Regions from separate parts of the Mus musculus genome. Here region 2 is linked to region 1. The links are chromatin contacts, called in public promoter capture Hi-C maps. All regions are on one chromosome and are shown on one strand. Each heading gives the region's core, a stretch centred on a gene start, on an enhancer-like site or on the middle of the called end of the contact. The rest is flanking DNA. Distances are from core to core; before and after follow the strand shown. Region 1 holds the start of Zfp948 (zinc finger protein 948). Region 2 holds the start of Pkmyt1 (protein kinase, membrane associated tyrosine/threonine 1).

Region 1 (5,091 bases), core at 382-2,881:
CTTGAATCAATCCTAGCATTCCAGAGGCAGGGAACGCTAATCTCAGTGACTTCCAGGCCAGCATGTCTCAAAAAACAAAAATCCCACCACATAGTGATACAACCAAAAAGAAATCTCACACTGGTGTTAAAATTAAACAATTGATCTGGTCACATTAGCACCGTTTTTTTGTTTTGTTTTGTTTTGTATTGTTTTGTTTTGTTTTTGTTTTTTTGAGACAGGGTTTCTCTGTTTAGCCCTGGCTGTCCTAGAACTCACTTTGTAGACCAGGCAGGCCTCTAACTCAGAAATCCACCTGCCTCTGCCTCCCGAGTGCTAGGATCAAAGGTGTGCGCCACCACACCCGGCTTAGCACCAGCTTTTAAACACAGGTACACACAGAGAAACTCTGTCTATAATGAATGGATGAATAAATACCCCCCCCCCTTTTCTATTATTAGATATATCACAAACACAGACACACACACATGACAGCATTGTGTGTTTCTGTGCCCACTTCAAATACTGCCACTCTCACCTCCTACCTCTTCACTATGGTCCACAGTTCCAACAGTCACTCTACTGTGTTCATCTCCATTCATTTTTGCCTGGGATCACTGAGATGAACCAGAGTCATTTGTGAGACCTTGCTGGAGTCTGATGTGCTCAGTATAGGATGACAACTAAAGGCAGTGATTCTTCTACACTCTATCCATAGCCAACATATAGAGAGCTGTTCCACTTCCTAGACTGACTGTGGTCTTGTGTGAGGCCAGTGCAGGGAAGGACAGTTGCTGTTGGTTACTGATTACAATAGTTGTATGGGATCTAGAGGATGGTGTGTCTTAGCCCTTTTCCCTCTTTCCCTTATTTCCTAACCTACTCTTCTTCCTCAGTGTTCCCAGAGCTGGAGTTGTTATAGAGTAACAGACTTTTTTATGACTAGAACCACGTACTTTACTTTTTTTTTTTTTTTTTTTTTTTTGCGACTGGGCTAGCCAAGAGTCTGCATCCACCAGAAATCTGTCATGAGAAAAGAGCCTCGTGAATGACTCACAGAAGACAAATGCCTTTCTGAGTTAGTAAAATGACATCTAGTGGTGAAAGCAGTACAGTGCGGGATGACTTCAGCCCTATGCTGATGACAAAACGATGACTACTGACTTCTTTAGACACCTTTCTTTTTTTTTTTCAAAATCCAAGTTCTTTGAATGTCTGTACCATAGTCAAATTTTCAGAATTTGGTATTGGCTTCCTATGTTTGTGTGTTGGGAATGGGACTCTGGCTTCTCAAGTTAGCCTGTTATTGTTTGGTATGAAGTATGTGTCCTAGAGGCTAGTTTTAGGCTATTTTGCATCTAAAGGATTCAGTACCCAGGATGGGGATCAGATACCGGGGTGCAGCGTCCTATTAGGCCCAGTTCTGGTCTAGGCAGACAGTGGCCACTGGGAGGCTGTGCATAGCGGGTCCGAAGCAGCCTGACAGCTGGAGCTGTATGGCAGGAAGCCTGAGACAAAGTGGGAGGGACGTGTTCGCGGGGCAGGGATATTCACCCAGAAACATGGTGGAAGGTTGTTAGACATTAGGTGGGGGTGGAAAACATAGTGTTCCGAGTGGGAGGAGTATTCCCAGTGGGAGGAGTTAGGGCAGTGACGTGAACGGAAGCTGGAAACTGGGTGTGGGAGGCTGGAAACGTGGGACGAAGAACCAGAAGTGTCAAGGACCTGTCAGGTCCAGAGCTCGCGGCCCTGCCCCGTGGGGAATCGCGTGGTTCAGACCTGGGGTCAGAGGACACAGAGGACTTCGTGGGAAGCTAAAACTCCAGGCAGCCGCGGGTGCCTTGCGGGGCATCCTGGAGGAATCAGCAATCAGTCGCAAAGCGGCGAGAACCGGAGCCAGGCGGCCCTGGAACCGCCCAGGTCAGAGGAGCTGTGGGGTTGGAAAAGGGCGGGAAGGGAACAGGGTGTGATCGGTTTGTCTTCTGCTTCTAAGGAACCTGGCTCGGGAATTCTGCTGTAGATGTCTTTCTTCCCTTGTCGAGAACTTTTAGCTCACATAAATCGGACTAATCCTGTTTTTTTTTTTTTTTTTTTTTAAATTGACTTCTGAATGCCAAATGTTCCTATTAGAATACTGTAGTAGAATATTTGAATTTATGTATTGATTTTTGAAAACCAATTCTGTTTGTTCAGGTTAAAAGGAAAAAGCTCTTGAAATTTACATTCATTCACTCTAACTGGCCTGTTTTACCAGGAGACTTACAGTGACTTGGCATCCCCGGATATCTTTTAGATACTATATATAAAGGAGTGGTTGCAAATAATCTGAAAGAATATTTTATTTTTGCAAATTACATAGGTATGGTTGTGAACATTAACATTTATAAGTAAACTTTTATTTCTCATTATTAATTTATTTACTTTACACTTCTATCGCAAACACCACCCCTCCCCCCACTTCCTCTCCTCCCAGTCCATTCCTCCTGCTTCTCCTCCACCAATTTCCTCCTCCATTTCTCCTCAGAGAAGGGGAGGAGTCCAGTGGCTCAGCCAGTCTAGTTGCAGTAGGACTAGGCTTATCTACCATTGAGGCTAGACAAGACTGCCCAGTTGGAAAAGGAATCCAAAGGCAGACAACAGAGTCAGAGACAGGCTCTGCTCCAGTTGTTACAGGGCCCACATGACAACTAAGCTGCACATCTGTTACAGTTCACAGTTAGAAAGGACATTATAAGCACAAATCTTTAATCCCTATCTTGGGAAACAGGCAGGTAGGTCTAGAAGATCCTTGTCATCCTGGTATACAGACATGGTTTAAGGACAGTCAGGGCTATGGAGAAATCCCGTCTATTGGAAACGGGAGAAGAAAAATGAAAACACGAATGAAACGTATTGTTGTAAACTATAAAACTATAAAGCGTCTTTTGAAAAATTAACTCTTCTATATTAGAAAAATGTCAATAGTAGTCTTTTGTCTCCTTTCTAGTAAAGGACTCTATGGACATACAACCAAACTGTAATTTTTTAGTTCTTTTGTTTGCTGTGTTTGATCCCTGAGCCCATTCTGTTGCTACATCTGGACTAAACTCACCTTGTAGACCAGGCTGGAGTGGAAGTCACTGAGTTCCACCCAACTCTGTCTCCTGAGTGCTAGGATTAAAGGTGTGAACCAAGACAAATATTTTTACTGCTGTTTTGTACTTTGTGGTCAGTTCACAGCCACTGGTGTGACTGTGGACTTCTTCAAGAAGGAGGGGCAATGTCAGGACCATGCTGGGGAGGCTTTGTACAGAGACTGGATGTTGCAGAATTACAGCCGTCTGGTTTGTATGGGTGAGAATAGTTTGCTTCCAGCCTCCCTTGCTCCTCCTCAGGGTTTTTGGTGTTTTATTTTGCAAGCTTTTGGGGGTATAAGGATTTTTAATCCCTTTGGGGGTATAAGGCGTCCATCATTTTTAGTCCAGGATAAATAACGACCTCCCTAGTATATAATATTCTCATCCATATCATTCCATTTCATTTTTGCCCACCAGCTTTCACTGATCTATAAATAGAAGTGAGGTTCAACTTATGCTAACCAAAAATGCTTTCTAAATATTTTCAATATTCTGAAACTGCATGAGAATTGGGGGGGATCATTGTGCAATCCTCTCTTAACCTACTGATCACAGTACTATGTTACAAATCCAGGTGCTTTTTGAAGAATCACTTTCTCATGTACAGGGTTCGCTGATCACCCAGACCTGCTTATCTGTGGAAACCTAGAAGGTGGAGAGGGAGAACACAGTAGCTAAGGATCCAGGTATGTTGGAGGATTGGTGAAGGGATGGTAAGGGATTCAAGTGAATGTGGAAGTGGGACATGAAATCAGTTTTGCCGCCTTCTGTTTCACTAGAAATAGTTCTGGAGACTTCCACTGACAAAAATCTCTTCAGGATTATCCTATTGTAGAAGTGAGAAGACTTTGTTCAGAAGAACTGATGCTAGGTGGCAATACGATTTTACTTGACTGTGCGTGTGAGTGATGCTGTCCTTATTCCACGCATATCACTGATCTACATACCAATATTAAATGATTTTCATTTCAATGATTTTCATATGTTATAAAATTATAAATTAAGACCTCCAGATGTAATGTTTAATAATTTTTGGATCTTTTATTATTCTAACACCTTCTTTAATTTTTAGTGTCAATTTCACCATTCCTGGAAATAATGCCAACAGAGTTTTGATGAGAATCAGGCACCATATTTGCAGACATGTAAACACAGTCCATCCTGTCTTCCCATGGATATCTCCTATTGTCTGTTGTCATGACAATTCCAAGTGGTTTCCATTGCTGTGATTGTAATATACTGTGAGATCACCTCTAGGTGTGATCCTCTTCGTATTTTCCAGCTCTGTGCTGCTCCTTGGTACTTTCAGGATTACTTTCTGTAAAATATGCAAATAAGATTTTAATAGGAATTACTCGGCATCTCCTCAGTTGTCTTCTCATGTTTGAGAAGCACATGGTCAGTGTGCCTGTTTTCACATGTTTTATGTAGTCTGTTACAGATGTCTGCATTCTAGGTTTTGTGATCTGCACCCATGTTGGTCAAGGACTTTCTATCTAATGGACCATTTGCTAGTACTCTTATTTTGTATATTAATACTTTTGTCTTAATTTTCTGTCACTAGTATAATTATGATCATCAGTCTTTACTGAACTCCAAATTCATAGTATTTAAAAAAGATTCTTTCTCAGTGTTTTGTATCTGTCAATATGAAATGAATTTTTGGTAGAAAACATATTTTTAACCTTAGCTTTCATTTTGTGGAGTTTTTTGGTTGTTACCTTTTTTTCTTTTTTTTCTGAAATGCTGTTTAAATTTTTGGCTTAGAGATTATTATCCATGTACATTTCATTAAATTACTGAAACAAGTGCATTTGTTATTATTTAGGAACTTCTGAGTGGACACTGACAATGCAAAATTGGAACCTCTGTATAGCAAATTTGCATTTTCTTATGACCTGAAATGTAGAGCTTTTTATTATGTACATATTGAACATTTCATCTGCTCTTGAGTATGGTCTGTTCAACTAATTTGCATATTTATTAATTATATTAT
Region 2 (4,987 bases), core at 2,149-4,648, 2.2 Mb after region 1:
AGACGCCTCCTGTACCAGCAGCTGCGCTGCTGCCCCTCAGCTGCCCCCTCCACCCTGTATCGGCAGCTCTTCAGGCCAGATCTGAGCTTCCGATTTCCCCTGGCTGCCTTTGGGACACCTTCCCAGACATTACCCAGGCACCCATAAATGGGCAAAGCTGACCTCTATTAACCTCCTCTCCCCCTCCAACCCCCCCCCCCAATTATTAGAATTGTTGCAACCATGATATATGATATACATTGAAAAGCAAGCATACACTAGACAGAAATATACAATGTAACAAATGCTCATAAACACTATGCAACAGAAATAGAAGGCAGCCAGTCCTCAGAAGCTTCCATCACGGCTTCCTTCCGTTCTGTAGGGTTCCATTTGAGTATCATCTTTGCCTCCCTTTCTTGTCACACCACCCCTTTTGTGATCCCATCTGAGCGAGAGACTCTTTCTAAGAGTCTGAGAAGTGTGTGCAGTTCTGTGGTACTGTTATGGTGAAGTGTAATTGGGAGTGTTTGGGGGGGGTCTCCCCTGGATGAGGGGTGAGGCTTGCAGAATTGAGCACCTAGGGGAGGTTTGAGGTTTCCAGTGCAAGAGTCCTAGGGTTTTGTTTTTTGGTTTTATTGTTGTCGAGACTAGGTCTCTACATGTAGTCTTGACTGGCCTGAGACTTATAACAGAAATCAGGCTGGCCCTGAACTCTGAGAGATCAGCCTGCTCTGGCTCTGAGTGCTGGGATTAAAGGCATGCACTGCCATGCCCAGCTAAGAGTCCTGGTTTTGATCCCCTTGGGAACATGCCTCTGTCTGTGCCATCGCAGTATGGGTAGAGGTGACTCCTGACTTAACCAGCAGCTGCTCTTGTCTTGACTGATGCAACCCGTGGGCCCATTTTGCATCAATGGGAGAGAACTCTTACACTAGAGCAGTGGTTCTCAGTCACCCTACAGCTTCAACCCTTTAATACAGATCTTCACGTTGTGGTGACCCCCAACCATAGAATCAATATTGTTGCCACTTCATAACTGTAAATGTTTTACTGTTATGAACTGTAATGTAAATATCTGTGTTTTCTGACGGTCTTAGGCAACCTCTGTGAAAAGTTCTTTAGATAGCTTCAAATGGGTCTCGACCCTCAGGTTGAGAACTCTAGCGGCTCTCACCTCTACTGATCAAAAGCACTAAACCAATCAACTGTCCCTCTGCTGCTGCTCCATGTCAACTTTCACTTTCTAAATCAAACTTTTGCTTTCTGGCCTTCTGTTTTTTGTTTTTGTTTTTGTTTTTTAAAAAAGACAGGGATGGTGAGATGGCTCAGTGGGTAAGAGCACCCGACTGCTCTTCCGAAGGTCTGGAGTTCAAATCCCAGCAACCATATGGTGGCTCACAACCATCCGTAACAAGATCTGACTCCTTATTCTGGAGTGTCTGAAGACAGCTACAGTCTACTTACACATAATAAATAAATAAATCTTTAAAAAAAAAAAAGACAGATAAGACCATGAACCTGGGCAGAAAAGCACAGATCTCTCTGGTCTGCCTCTCCTCTAACAAAAGCAGTTCACATATATTTTCTCAGTTGATGCTCGTTTCTTCCAGCAAGGAGGAGCTATTATTCATTTTACACATGTGGAGACTGGCAGAGCAACACTACAGCCTTTAGTTCCCTCACAGGATGTCTGTCCACTTACCTGTAACTGCTGTTAATCTATATTTACTAGGTGTCTAGTGCAGCCTTCTCTGCAGAGTGAGATGTTTTCTGATGTATGCCACTGAAATAAAATGCTTTTATTTCTCCCTGTAGCGCTGGGGATTGAACCAAGGGCTTCACACCTGCTAGCTGACAGCCTAGCCTTTCTACTTCTTCCCTAGTTTCTTTATGAGACAGGGTTCAAATTGATAAAACTGTGCCGGGTTTTGAGACAAAGTCTCACTATGTAGCCCAGGCTGGCCTAGAACTTCTGATATATATCAGGGTGGCCTCAAACTCAGAGATTACCCCTGCCTCAGCCTCCCCAGGTCTTCAGTGTTGGGATTACAGAGCTATACACCACTTTACCCAACTTTTACTTAGTGGTTTATCTGAGGACAGGCATCTTGTTTCGTTTTTTTGTTTTGTTTTGTTTTAATTGAGTTTTCTTTTTCTTTCTTTCTTTTTTTAAGATTTTATTTATTTTATGTATGTGAGTACACTGTAGTTGTCTTCAGGCACACCAGAAGAAGGCATTACAGATGGCTGTGAGCCACCATGTGGTTTCTGGGAATTGAATTCAGGACCTCTGGAAGAACAGTCAGTGCTCTTAACCACTGAGCCATCTCTCCAGCCCCAGGAATATTGTTATAGTACCCACTGGCCTCCAATTCCTAGGCTCATGTGACCTTTCTGCCTCAGCCGCCTCTGTGCTTGGGGTATAGACATGTACCAGTGCAGTTTTTTGTTTGTTTGTTTGTTTTGTTTTGTTTTGTTTTTTGTTACTGTGTGTGTGTTAGTGTGTTTTAATCATTATGAATTAGACTTTGAGGAATAAATGGTTGGAAGAAGGGGAGGCCTGTCCAGAAAACGGAGCTGGCAGAAAATAGCTCTAAATAGTTGGAGAGGGACCTGTCTAGGGTTCTCAACAAGGACTAGACCAAGTCACAACTGTTCTGGCTCTCAAAGTCACTAAAGCAAAGGGAAGGGCTTGGAGGTGGGCGGTACCCCAGCTCTTGATCTCAGGCTTAAGTAGGGCCTGGCCTTCCTTCCCACTGTTGTTCCAAGAGATTGCAGGAGCATTTTAGAGAGATTGGCTATAAAGCATGATTTTTCACTTCTAGTTGAAATCAATAAAGGTCCCTTTCTCCATGAAGCAAGCTCCACCCCACTTTGTTCTGTGCAGACCTTCTTTAAAGAAATTGTCCTAGGTTCCTCGGCTCCACGTTTAGAAGAAAAGTGACAACCCATCATGTACCAGAGGTTGTGAGGCCAGGAAGTGACTGAGAGGAGTCAGTTGAGCACAAGGTTCTGAGCTAAAGGATGTAAGAATCGGCCTCAGACAGCCTATTTACAAGGAGACTCCACCGTCTTAGAACAGGCGCTACCAATCGCTATCCTGGGATGATGAAGACCGGTGTCTGAATATGCATAAGATTATAAGTAGTGGGACATTCGCTTGTGCTGTCCCCAGTGGCAACTCCTTGAGGAGATGCCACTTGGCTGCAGGGCCCTTACCTGCCCCTTTTATGGACACGAATATTAAGGCAGCCAATAGAGAGCAGCTGGTGTGGGGACCATAGTGTGAAGGCCGACAAATACCGACAGAGAGGGGCCAAGGATCGTTCCCGCCGCAATAGGCCTCGAAGAGTTGCGTCTGCGCAGTGAGAGCGCTCCGGCAAACTTCGGAGGCGGGGAGACCTCGGTGCGCACGCAAGACGCGAGGCGGGGCCAATGCCCCGGGCGCTAGACCCGCTGCACCAGGCGGGGGCGGGACCACGGGCGAGCCTGGGCGGGGCCTCGAGGCCGGTTTGGAATTTTTGGCGCGAGCTGGCTCCGCGCGCGTTCACGGGCGGTTCCCCTTCTTGGAGGGTGCTTCGTCCCGGTGTCCAGAGGCCCCGCTGCCCGACCCCGGCCTGCCTGGCCTCTGTGAGGTCCCCAGCGGCCCCCGCCGACCCGGAACCTGGGACCTCGCTGCTGCGCCACGCTGCGCCACGCTGCGCCACGCCCAGCCTCCCCAGGTGAGCCCACACCCGGGTGAGATCTCCCGGTTGCGCCGCTCTTCCGCCGGCGCCCTGGCCCGCGCTCCTGCCGCGCTGCGCCCCGCGACTGCCCTCCGGCCTCTTCTCAGTATCCGGTCACCCCCCCACCCCCCTGCAGCAGCCCCACCCCTCCGTGTCTGTCACGGGCCGGACTAGCCCTCGGATGACTCCAGGTCAGCGCTGTCGCCCACGCCCCGCCTACTCCCGCGGGTCCCCTGTCCCTTCCCATTGGGCGCTCCTTTTCCAGCACTGCCTCTCTTTCTCCCGCGGCTCTCTGGGAAGAGCCCCTCCACCCCCGGGTGACAGCCTGTTTACGCAATGGTTTGTCAGAGTTCCCCCTCGCCTACCGAACGGATTCAGCAGTGGCCCTGCACGGGAGAAACTCACAGTCTAACGCTAGATGGTGGTCAACAGATGGGTACAGCTCAGTAAGAGGGTGAGGTCCCTGGAAACCCAGTGGCTCAGGGACACTCTGTACTCAGCCGGGACTCCACTACCAACCCTTCTCACCCCATAAAAGCTGTTTGACCAGGCCAGAGGTATTAGAATGTAAATGACCAGTGATGTTGAAATGAAAATGGCATTGAGAGGGAATGGTCTCTCTGGCTGAAACAGAAGGTGATGGACTCCCAGGTGCTAGGCATGGAGACTGTATTCCTTCTTCCTTTAAAAAAAAAAAGTTTTTACTCTTTTTAATGCATGTGTATTTTTGTCTGTTTGTGCCTAGTGCCCACATAGGTCAGAAAAGGGTGTCAGATCCCTTTGGAATTGGAGTTACAGACGCTTGTGTGTCAGGGAATCAAACCTGGTCCTTTGGAAGGGCAGCAAGTACTCTTACCTCCCCCACCCACGTCCCCTTCAAGACTGTAGGTTTAATTAACAAGCATGATCGTGGATCCTTACAGAAGACCTGGGATGGGATTTGTTTTTTTTTTTCTTAGGGTGGGCATCAAATGCAGGACGCTGATGGTGCCAGGCATGTACTCTATCACTAAGCTAAAGGCCACCTCTGGGATGGGATTCTTGAAGTAAATAGATCCATAACAAGAGGGCCTTCCAGCAAGCCTCTTAAGTACTTAACCTAAGTAGTAATTTGATCTAGCTACTACTAGAGGTTAGGTGTGGCTCCTTTGATACATTGTGGCTTCCCCTAAAATGGACACTTTCTATTGCTTTTTTGCCTTTGTTTCAATTACAACATTGGAGCAACCCAACACCCTCTTTTGCCCCAAGGGGCACAAAGATACTGACACCAGGGCACT

The links. Promoter capture Hi-C pulls out the DNA fragments that hold promoters and counts their contacts.
Region 2: a contact with region 1 is called in a promoter capture Hi-C map of liver, with 4 times the contacts expected there. The contact joins the promoter of Pkmyt1 here to the promoter of Zfp948 in region 1. A contact is called at or near these places in 5 of 39 promoter capture datasets (the HPC-7 cell line, cranial neural crest, frontonasal cranial neural crest and 2 more).

What each region holds. Positions count from the first base shown.
Region 1 is chr17:21,565,347-21,570,437 of GRCm38.p6, forward strand. It overlaps Zfp948 (zinc finger protein 948), which reads left to right and starts at 1,632. Exons shown (of 6, transcript NM_001002008.2): 1 at 1,632-1,899; 2 at 3,703-3,781.
Region 2 is chr17:23,722,938-23,727,924 of GRCm38.p6, forward strand. Pkmyt1 (protein kinase, membrane associated tyrosine/threonine 1) reads left to right here and starts at 3,399. Exons shown (of 8, transcript NM_023058.3): 1 at 3,399-3,704. It overlaps 1520401A03Rik (elastin), which reads right to left and starts at 3,514. Exons shown (of 41, transcript XM_017317755.2): 1 at 3,202-3,514.